Regions from separate parts of the Sus scrofa genome. Here regions 1 and 3 are each linked to region 2. A link is a contact called in public HiChIP or PLAC-seq data. All regions are on one chromosome and are shown on one strand. The core of a region is the stretch at or near the end of the contact, and the rest is flanking DNA. Distances in the headings are between cores, read along the strand shown. Region 1 overlaps ZNF516 (zinc finger protein 516). Region 2 has its middle 61 kb from the start of ZNF236. Region 3 overlaps ZNF516 (zinc finger protein 516).

Evidence for each region. HiChIP or PLAC-seq counts read pairs in DNA pulled down with a chosen protein or histone mark.
Region 1: a contact with region 2 is called in an H3K27ac HiChIP or PLAC-seq map of alveolar macrophages. The contact joins two enhancer-like sites. A contact is called at or near these places in 1 of 5 promoter capture datasets (liver), 30 of 47 Hi-C or Micro-C datasets (adipocytes, adipose tissue, alveolar macrophages and 17 more) and 2 of 2 datasets of contacts at active chromatin or transcription factors (alveolar macrophages and skeletal muscle).
Region 3: a contact with region 2 is called in an H3K27ac HiChIP or PLAC-seq map of skeletal muscle, with 5 times the contacts expected there. The contact joins two enhancer-like sites. A contact is called at or near these places in 3 of 47 Hi-C or Micro-C datasets (embryonic fibroblasts, liver and skeletal muscle) and 2 of 2 datasets of contacts at active chromatin or transcription factors (alveolar macrophages and skeletal muscle).

The regions. Positions count from the first base shown.
Region 1 is chr1:148,064,521-148,067,858 of Sscrofa11.1, reverse strand. All of the region lies in intron 2 of ZNF516 (zinc finger protein 516), which reads right to left. Among named protein-coding and RNA genes, the nearest start is that of ZNF516, 79 kb to the right of the region's middle. Within about 2 kb of position 1,693, at least 25 of the 83 cell types and tissues checked have an H3K27ac peak or open chromatin away from gene starts, as enhancers often do. A contact at or near this core is called in alveolar macrophages, where this site is marked.
Region 2 is chr1:147,841,537-147,844,598 of Sscrofa11.1, reverse strand. No RefSeq gene overlaps it. Among named protein-coding and RNA genes, the nearest start is that of ZNF236, 61 kb to the right of the region's middle. Within about 2 kb of position 1,343, at least 15 of the 83 cell types and tissues checked have an H3K27ac peak or open chromatin away from gene starts, as enhancers often do. A contact at or near this core is called in alveolar macrophages and skeletal muscle, where this site is marked.
Region 3 is chr1:148,021,531-148,024,878 of Sscrofa11.1, reverse strand. The region is part of intron 1 of ZNF516 (zinc finger protein 516); the gene reads right to left. Among named protein-coding and RNA genes, the nearest start is that of ZNF516, 36 kb to the right of the region's middle. Within about 2 kb of position 1,653, at least 36 of the 83 cell types and tissues checked have an H3K27ac peak or open chromatin away from gene starts, as enhancers often do. A contact at or near this core is called in alveolar macrophages and skeletal muscle, where this site is marked.

The DNA.
Region 1 (3,338 bases), core at 444-2,943, 220 kb before region 2:
AGTAGTTGTCTATACAGAGGGGCACCCAGGAAAGCATGTGACCAAGTGACCTACTTGAGAGGCCGCTTTAAGGGGAGGGGACAGCAAACAAGAAAATCTCCAGGGCCTCCAGTCCCAGGAGCAACCCTAGCACCAAACTGAAACTCCCAGCTCGGCCCCACTTCACCCTTCAGAAAAGGATAGCCTTTGTTTCCATAGAGAATAGTAAAAACTTGCTTCTAATGGTCCAGTATCTACCAAGGGCGATTCAGTTCCACGATCAGAAAAATCTCTTTAAGAGAAGTGTTTTAAAGCTCTCTCACTCATGGTGCGTGCAATGTGAACGAGAACAATGATAATAATGACGATGATGAAGTCTCAGGGATAGGGAAACCAGACAGAACCAGAACAACGGGTGACAGCTAAATAATCCTGTTTTAAAAGTTTTATAAATAAACATATATTGTACTCCCTATGTTGTTCCTGCTCCTTCTTCTGCCTGACTGAATACACTATACAAGTTTTCATTTGAAGTAATCTATTAACATAATTAACCTGCAAAAGTATAACCCCTTTGCCTTCCTGGAAACATATGTATCTTAGCACTTTGGAAGCCGGATTTTAATTTTAGAAGAAAAACAATTACAAATTAAATACAGGACTTCTGACGAAACAGATTTAACCATGTTCCACAAGAAAAGTTAAAGCTTAAAATCTGAGAAATAATTTTATTTCAAGAATGTTCCTATTCAGAGTACAAAACCAACAATTTAAAGCTTACTCAAATACCTCGAGTTTCCACCCAAGTATCCAGTTACTAAACAGTAGATTGTCCCGCCCTGAAACATAATCACATTGTAAAAATCTAGAACTTACTAACTGCTGCCTCACTGACGCAACCATAAATAGTTGTCACTCGGGTTGTTTGCGACTTTTTTAAAAATCAAATCCATGCTGAAGTGAATAGAATTTAAGCCTATTTTCACGGCTACCATTCATGTTATACACCTTCCTTCACCCCCAAATCCTAACAGTAAACTGTAAGTTGTCTGTTTGACAAAAGGCCAACAAATGTAATAGTAAAATCATTACACAAAATTGTACAAATCAAGCTCAGGAGAGTAATGAACATTTACAAAGGCAGAAAGTAAATCGAATGTTGTAAAGAACTGTGGAAGCAGATGTTGGAAAGAAGGTATTTACATTCCTTTTAGACTGTACTAAGTCATTGAGGAGGTAAGGGTAAGAAATAGCACAGGGATGCTTAGCACGCAATGTTTGGTATTATCCTCCAATCCTACTGCTCCCTTAAGGACCAGGTGTCTAGAAGGGCAGCACTTAAACCACCTTTGTTTTTCCTTTCACGGGATGCATTTTAAAAAACCAATATCAGAGCCTGACTTTGGAACAGAAGTAACCCTGTAAACCTCGAACATAAAAACAATTACTATAGATACAAACTAGCACTCATGTCGTTTAAAAGTTTTTCTGCTGCTTAATGATCCCAAAATACAAAACCCAAGTTCTATCTATGTATTTACAAGCAAATTATTATGATCCTTAAAAGGGGGGGGGCATTTATCAGTCACGTCTCCAGATCTAAAATCGGGCACGTGCTGACCTGCAGAACAAAGGCCACTTTGGAGCCCCGTACTGGAAGCGCGGAGGGAGGGCTGGCCTGTCCCCGGAGCTGCGGCTTCCGGCGCCGTGTGCCAACACCACCACTAGATGGCGCCGGCTCACAGCCCACGACCGGGTTCCCTGCACCCGCTCATCGTGTGTGGTCCGGGATTTCAGAAACCCGGCTGAGGAGGCATCTTCTTTTAAACAGCAGGTATTTATTAGCAAAAGAGGGACGCCCAGAACTTGCTGTAAACCCACGTCAATACAGCTGTGCTATTTCTCTTGAACCAACGTGATCCGTACAGAGAAAATGTAGTTGAAATGGATGCAAGGTCATCAAAAAGATTTTAAAGTGTCTTACATTCTGATATGTCTATTTTCAGGGGTTAACGTGAGGAGGGCTTCAAACTAGTGATACACTTGAATTCGGTGGCTAAATTGAACTTGGATGAAATGATGCATTTATGGCATTCGACTTTGGGGTAAGATTACAGGCAACATCTTCAAACGTCCTGTTTTTGGACAAAAACACACAGAAACCAGGTTTCAAAGGGGAAATAGCCCACATGGCCTGACCTTCCTCGTCTGTTATACACAGAACTTTATGTTAAAATCAACATTCTTTTCACTCCTGGGTCCTTGACACATGTGTCCTCAGATAAGGCGGCAGAAGTGTTTCCAGGCACTGGGCAAGATGTGCTATCTGCATCCCACAAACTTAAACCTTTATGATGTCATGACGCTGACTCGACACAATAAACACGCCTCCTGGCTTCATTCAACATCCTCCCACCAATGTGGAACCAGGACTGTCCTGACCTTGTCCTGAGTTAACTGAACTACCAAGGCCTGAGCACAAGGTGGGAACCAGGGGGGAGATTAATCAGGCAGCACCAGCTGGTTTGGCTGGTAATCTCACCCTCACCAGAAGCCAGCGTGGCTGCCATGATCCTGTAGCCTTTTATGGTTATACATGTATAAATGAGTATGAAATACAGAGATTTTCTCTATTGCTTCCACGAAGAGTTCAACCTACCACACGAATTTTAAATCTCACAAGTTTCACTCCACCAGAGACACTTAATGGAAAGAATTATTTCATGTTTTACTTAATAATTTAAGTAAAACTTCCCAAATCACATCGCTAAACTGTCTCTGGAATCTCAGGCAGGCTGCCCAGGCTTGCCGTACAATGGGTTGTAGTTACACTGTTGTTCATGAAAATGCAAAACAAAAACAAACCCTCAAAGCATAAAGGCATTTCTTCTTCATGAACTTCTTCATTCTTCGGTTTTCAGTTTTCTCTCCTTTTTTACATAAAGGGGAAATATTCCCCTTTGTTGCATGGCTTTAGTTTTCTCCAGGTTTATAGCTCACCTTCAATTTAACAAGTTTTTAAAAAGTCCAGAAAAGAATTACAACTCAATGGAGCAATGCCACTCAGAAAAATCTTGGGAAAGCCCCAATTACGAACGTTTATTTTTTCAGTCCTTTAGTCATATTTCTATTTTGAGGAGTTACAGTGTCATATTTCTGTGACTGTTTTCCAAGAGCTCGGTTGGCTAACTGGGAGCTGTGAAGCTATGAATTAAAAATGTTGAAAGCTCAAGTAAAGGGTTTTCCGTCAAACTCTATCAAATGGGCTGGAAAAGAAAGGCCCTCAGCCCGGTCCCTCCACCTCCACTGGCCCGTCCCCAGCCTGGAGAGAGATCCGGAGCAAAGGGGAAGGGGCCGGC
Region 2 (3,062 bases), core at 94-2,593:
TTGCTATATTTCTGTGGATCAGCAATTTAGACTGGGCTCTACGAAGATGATTTTCTGAGTTGAGTTCTCTTGTGTCTCTGTGGTCAGCTATGGGTCAGCTCTCCTGTGCCCGCACCCTGCAGCATACACTCTGAGGCTTGTTTTCATGGCAGAGGCCCTAAGAGAGTGGAAATATCTAAGACCTCATGAGGCTTATATACTCAGGGCTATCAGATCATCACTACCCCATATTCGATGGTCAGAGAGAGCTGAAGGGCCAGCCCAGATTTGAAGGGTGAAGATCGACTCTGCCTCCTAAGGGGAGGAGCTGCAGTGTCACAGTGGAAAGGGCAAAGATGAAGAAAGACCTGGAGGATGGGAACCCTGTTTGCAAGCACGCCACCAAGTTGTCATGTTATGTTTTCCCCACTTTCCAAACAACTACTTTGGTATCATTTTGACCTGGTCGTTTGGAATATCGCGGCACTGTTAGAGCATAAAGATAAAAAAAGGAATGTTTGTCATGAAACCTTAAAAAGCTTTCCCAAGATATGTGCAGCACATTTGGAGCCCAACCATATTAGGTCAGAACTTATCCCATTAAAAAATAAATTTGTCACATCAGAGAAATTAATCACCATGACCATTTTACTCTCATTATTTGAAGTATGTTACACACAGAGGGTTGGTGGTTTTCTCTTCTTTACTGCTCTTTTGGAAAGTTCTGCAGCTGTGTCCGGCACCATTCGGAGTATGTGTCACTGGTGTCTTTTTTTTTTTTTTTTTTTTTACTTATTTTGTATGTGTGCCTTTTCCCCCTTTTATTATGTCTGTAATTTTTCCATCTCACACAATAAACAAATGAAGAGGAGGGATTTACAGGTCATAAAAATAGCGGGCCATAAATAAAGTTAAACATGGTAAACTTCCTCCTGATATTTCCACAAGAGTGTGTCCTTGGAGATGAAGGGTGGTCCGTGGTACAGGGCTGATGTGCCTCTCTTTGCTGTGACTACAGCCTGTGGCTGCAGAGACAGCCCAGCAGGGGCACTTGTGAGTGCTGGGGAGAGAGCAACTTCTATATTTAGCAACTTCTGGCTTCAGCCAAATATAAAATGGATTTAGGATGTGGGTTGAGGACAAGGAAGGGAGCACGCACATGTTAATATTTCATTTGTTCTTTCCTGAATCAGCAGCTTTGTGTGGAAAATGACCTTCTGTGACTTTCCTGTTTGTAGTCAAAGATCGGCATGGAGAGAAAAGACACTAATGTGGAACTCTGCTGACTTATTACACCAGGCATTTCATGCAGTCTATGTGGGCATGCTGGCCCAGCCTCTGCCTCCTGCAGCAAAGTCTCCACCTCTGAGCAATGGCGAGGGAGCGCCTGCCAAGGGGGCCCAGGATTCTGAGGGATGAAGCTGAGCATCCTGGGCGCCTTCCATGGTAGAAATCCATGATGTGGCTGAGAATGTTTATAATAACTAAAATAAGCATGGAGTTCAGAACTATAGGTTTCAGTAAAAAGCACTTTAGAAACATCCTGTACCAGAAACTCCTGTCCAAAGGGAACAGGATACGAAGAAAAGTGGAAACCCTATTGTTTACTTGGGGGTATGAAAAGAAATAGGTCAGTGATTTGTTTCCATAGCGACTATTATTGAAATAAGACAAACTGACACCAGTACTGAGTTATTCTGCTATTCAAGCCCTTTTAAAAGATCACTTTAATCCGAGTTAGTTCTTGAATATAAACAAGAAGATCAAGTTATCTTGCACAATAATTATCCTTTGCCACCTGCAAATGAGACTTAAAAAATAATAAAGTTAAAATAATCCACATTCATGCCATACCCAATTATGGGTTTAAATATAACATGGGTTTTAGATATAGGAATCATGTCCCTGGTATTTGCAATTTAATTCTAGTTCTTTTTTTTTTTTTTTTTTTGTCTTTTTGCCATTTCTTGGGCCACTCCCGTGGCATATGGAGGTTCCCAGGCTAGGGGTTAATCGGAGCTGTAGCCACCGGCCTACGCCAGAGCCACAGCAACGCGGGATCCGAGCCGTGTCTGTGACCTACACCACAGCTCACGGCAACGCCGGATCGTTAACCCACTGAGCAAGGGCAGGGATCGAACCCGCAACCTCATGGTTCCTAGTCGGATTCGTTAACCACTGCGCCACGACGGGAACTCCTAATTCTAGTTCTTAAAGTAATATTTGTTCTTGCTTTTCCTCCAAACTACAGAGCACTTATTTGCTGTTGTTGACCTCTGCAACCATGTGACAGGAGTCTGGGTTGTAAACCTGGGCCGTGAAGCTGACTCCTGGATGACCAGTTTTAATTTGACCTTCCAATCTGAGAGCAAGGAATGCGCTTTGCACACAGGAGTCCAATCGCTTCAGCCTTTTTGACCATTGAGTTGAATTACTGCCTGGTGATGCCTTCTGACATGATCAATATCCATTTTCAAGAAAATTAAGGTGTCCTCGGTGGCCAGGTTCAGCCTGTGCTTGTGGAGACACTTCCCAGTTAGGGGGGACAGAGAAAGAAACTGCTGTTTGGCCCCCTCCCTGCTCCTCTTCTCCTGCGGAATCTGGGTCGGAAGGATCCTGTTCCCTGTGGTAGGTTTTCTGTCTGGACCATTTCTTTGGCTCAGCTCTTAACTTTTGTAAACACAACTTAAGTGGGTCCGTTCTCAACCATGAGATGTGGAAATCAAGTCTCATCCTTTGTTCCAGACTCTTGGGGCCGAGGATGGAGGGGCTATGCGTGCAAGCGTGAGTGTGCTTACGTGTGTGCGGGAGAGTGTGTGAATGTGCATGAGTGTGAATGAATGTGAGACTGGATGTGTGTGAATGCAGGAGTGTGAGTGTGTGCACGTGGATGTGAATGTGAGATGGGATGTGTGTAGATTCAAGAGTGTGTTTGAGTGTGCACGATTGGGTGTGCTCGAACGATCTCCAGCAGGGAGAACACAGCAGGGGACGTGGACCTTCCCCAAGAGGGGTTCCTGGGCACAGGGACACCTTGGGGATGGTCCAGCACCTACCCTCAGATTTCTGGGTCTGGACCCCAG
Region 3 (3,348 bases), core at 404-2,903, 180 kb before region 2:
ATTTAAAAAGTCGCCTCCTGAGGGCGACTGTGAGGCAGCGCTTTCTGCCCAGCTGCTGGGCAGACCGGGGGCACAGGCCCTTGGGTGCCGGCCTGGCCGTCTGTCTCAGCAAACTGCCCATTTGTCCTCTTGCACACAATGCAGTGGGCCTTCCCCTGTGACACTGCAGTATTATGAGCCATGAATTAAAATACACCATTAACATCCTGCACAAGCTTATCTACTGCGGAGACAAAAAGCCCATTCTTCGAACAAATGGGGAGAAATTCCATGACAACAATGAGGAGTTCCTCTCCCCACATGCCAATCTGCCTCAGATTAACAATCCCAGGCTCAGAGTCCCTAGACCTGGGTCCCCAGCCGCCCCATGAAGTGGCGCATTCACAGCTCGGGGAGCGAGGGCGCTGATGGCAGGGCCAATCAATAATCCATTATAAGCAAACCTTGGTTCCACTCTAACAAGGAGAAATGAACGCAGCAGCCAGAATCGCTGCATTCACCGCCCTGCTCCAGCCCCGCCCCCACTTGGGGGCGGGGCACAGACCCCCTCTCCCGGGGCGTGGGGTGCAGCACTCGAGCCCCACTGACCGGTTTCTGAGCAGCCCTGGAGAACAATGTGCTGGGACATTTCTGCCAAAAGCACTCGTTTTCAAGGTAAGCCTCAAAAATGCTTTGTACAGGACATGAGGTGACAAAATTCCATCCTTCAACAAAGCTTCCTTTTAATTTCTTAGCGCCCCCACCCCCAATAAATCAACGCCAGTGCCAACGGGGGGGGGGGCGCACATGTAACTCACTGTCCCTAATAAGGGTTTATTATGCAAACTCGGCACAATCACAATCGTTTAAAAGCAAGACTCCCTTCGATTCTGTACCTCACTTACAGCAGAAACACAGAGGTGACCTAAACGTTAATCAGCAAGTAGCTTCTCGTTGATAAAGTAGTTTACCACCATGTGTCAAAAACCCAACACACGCCTGGCCGAGGACAGACAGACACCATCTTCACCTTCCGACAGAACAAACCCTAACAGCAAAGACAGTTCACGACACACTTGCTAAACAAAATACAAATTAACATTAATGTACAAGCTCTCTCCTCCTACTAAAATATAAACGTTCGTAGTCCAATCTGATCTTACAGGGAGGGAACCAAAAAAAAAGCAGATGAACACACAACATAATTATTGATTACATTCAGAAAAGGCCAAGAATGAAGGAGGGAGGATGTGTCAGTTTTCTTTCCCCTGCCACGAATAACAGATCCTGGCAAGTCCAAAATGGTTCTGGAGACTTTAATAAAGAGGCATCAAAATAAAACTAAAGGTGCTGGCTTTTTTCTCTCAAGAGGAAAGAAGCGTTGTTTTACTTGCTTTTTCGTCTGCTCTCCATAATGAACACACTACGGATAGCCTTTATTTACTATTTCTGGAGTCTGTAGTGATCTTATCAATCTATTTGTCCTTATAAGAGTGAACTTAACAAAAAAAAAAAAAAAAAAAAAAAGGAAAGAAAGAAAAAAAGGAAAAGCATGGGAGCCAGAGCTGGCTCTGTGATTTTCTGCAGATAGGTGTCCGCTGGAGCCCCTGGCCAGCCACAAAGAGCTGGGATCTGGCAGCAAATCCAGCTTCCTGCAGAGGCCAGCGCTGCCGGCCTAGTTAATGATCTTGTCAACATTTCCACCAAGAGCTGCATTTCCAGAAGCTTAGACCTGCATCTCTCCCAAACGGGGCGACTCCATGAAATCTGTCGTCACCGAGGGGTGCTGGGCGCTTTACAAAAAACAGAGGAAAATAACTCGCTATTCAGACAGGAACCACAAAAGCACAAGTTTTTACTTTCACTCTTTTTACATCCTGCATCAAGCTGATTAAAGCCAACGTTTCCACTAATACAGAAACACTGAAAACTTGGGGAACGCCAGGGAAAATGAAGTCTCATTGATTTCTTTTTTTAAACAAACATGGAACATCAAAAGGCCTTCGATAAACTGCAGGGAAAATGCCATTTAAAAGTGGCTTTATAGGTTTTGACTCAGCCTAAATTCAAAAGTGTAGACACTGCCACCAATGTCCAATAAAAAAAAAATTTTTTTAGAAATTATCAGCAATGAAAACAAAAGAGTCATGGGCAGAAACTCACTGTATTTTCTTGCTATGGAACACTTCCTAGTCAACCAGCCACACCTTTCTGAAATGACTATTAGCTGACTATAAATGTATTTGAATTAAAATTTGTTTCTAGAAATAAAGCTGTATTTTATTCCACATAAATCAACAGCACAGGGCAATATTTACCCCCAACACTCATACACATACACTGACCTGTTTTCCAGCCTCTAACCTAAAACCAACACTTCTCTCTCAGTATAAGAAAACAGATCGAGATTAATACCTATCAAATGTTATCTCTTTCTCCTGTGCTTTTTGTGAGAGCACTTAGAAGTCACCCCACAAAATGAAGGAAAGAATTGTGCCCAAGAAAACAAAGAGAGATGACGACGTGCAATAAGCCGTAAAATATTCTGTTAAACATCACCTTCTGAGGTCGTTCTGTTTAGCACAGAACTCAGCCGCCCAAGACCCCTTTATTAAGAGCACCCAGAGGATAAATACTTCAATAATCAATGTTACTGAATTCTAAGGAAACATGGTCTGTAAAAATACCCTGAATCGAGGACATTTTGGTAGGGTTTGGTAGGTAAGATGTTGTTGGCCATTGTACTAACACCAATCAATACTTTAAGAGGATCAAAAGTCTAAGAGGACAAATCTTCCCCAAACTGTTTTTCTCTATAACGTGCATATACTATACAACCCATTTAAATTTTCCAGCGCCATTACCACCAGTAGCTGCTGTAACCTGACCAAGCCGATCACTAACAACGCAGCACCTCTGAAAAGCAGCTAGACATCTCCGGCTCTTAAGGGGAGTGAACCATCAGAGAATGTTTACAAAGAGCAGTTCTTGACAAGGACATGATGTCACAGGGCTCTAGGAGTCACCCTGCCTTGCTCTCTAAAAATATATTTTCAAGCACAGTGAATGACACGTCACTGCAAGTTCTAAGTTTCGAAGATAAAGGACCCTCTATACTTCCTCTGCAAGGGAAAAAAGATAAACAGGCAAAATTCCACATTAAGTCCCCATAATAAGGTTATTGTGTGATTCTCAAGTTAAGACAATTCTGCACCTGAAGCCATTAGAAATGTTCTTGCAGAAATGAGGAAGGCAGTGTTTTTCTTCCCTAAGCCAGAACATCTTACCCAGCAACAGCTTTTGGAAACAGTAAATATAAAATATAACCAGGCACATTTTTTAATTTGAAAGCGCCTAGCACACCACTCC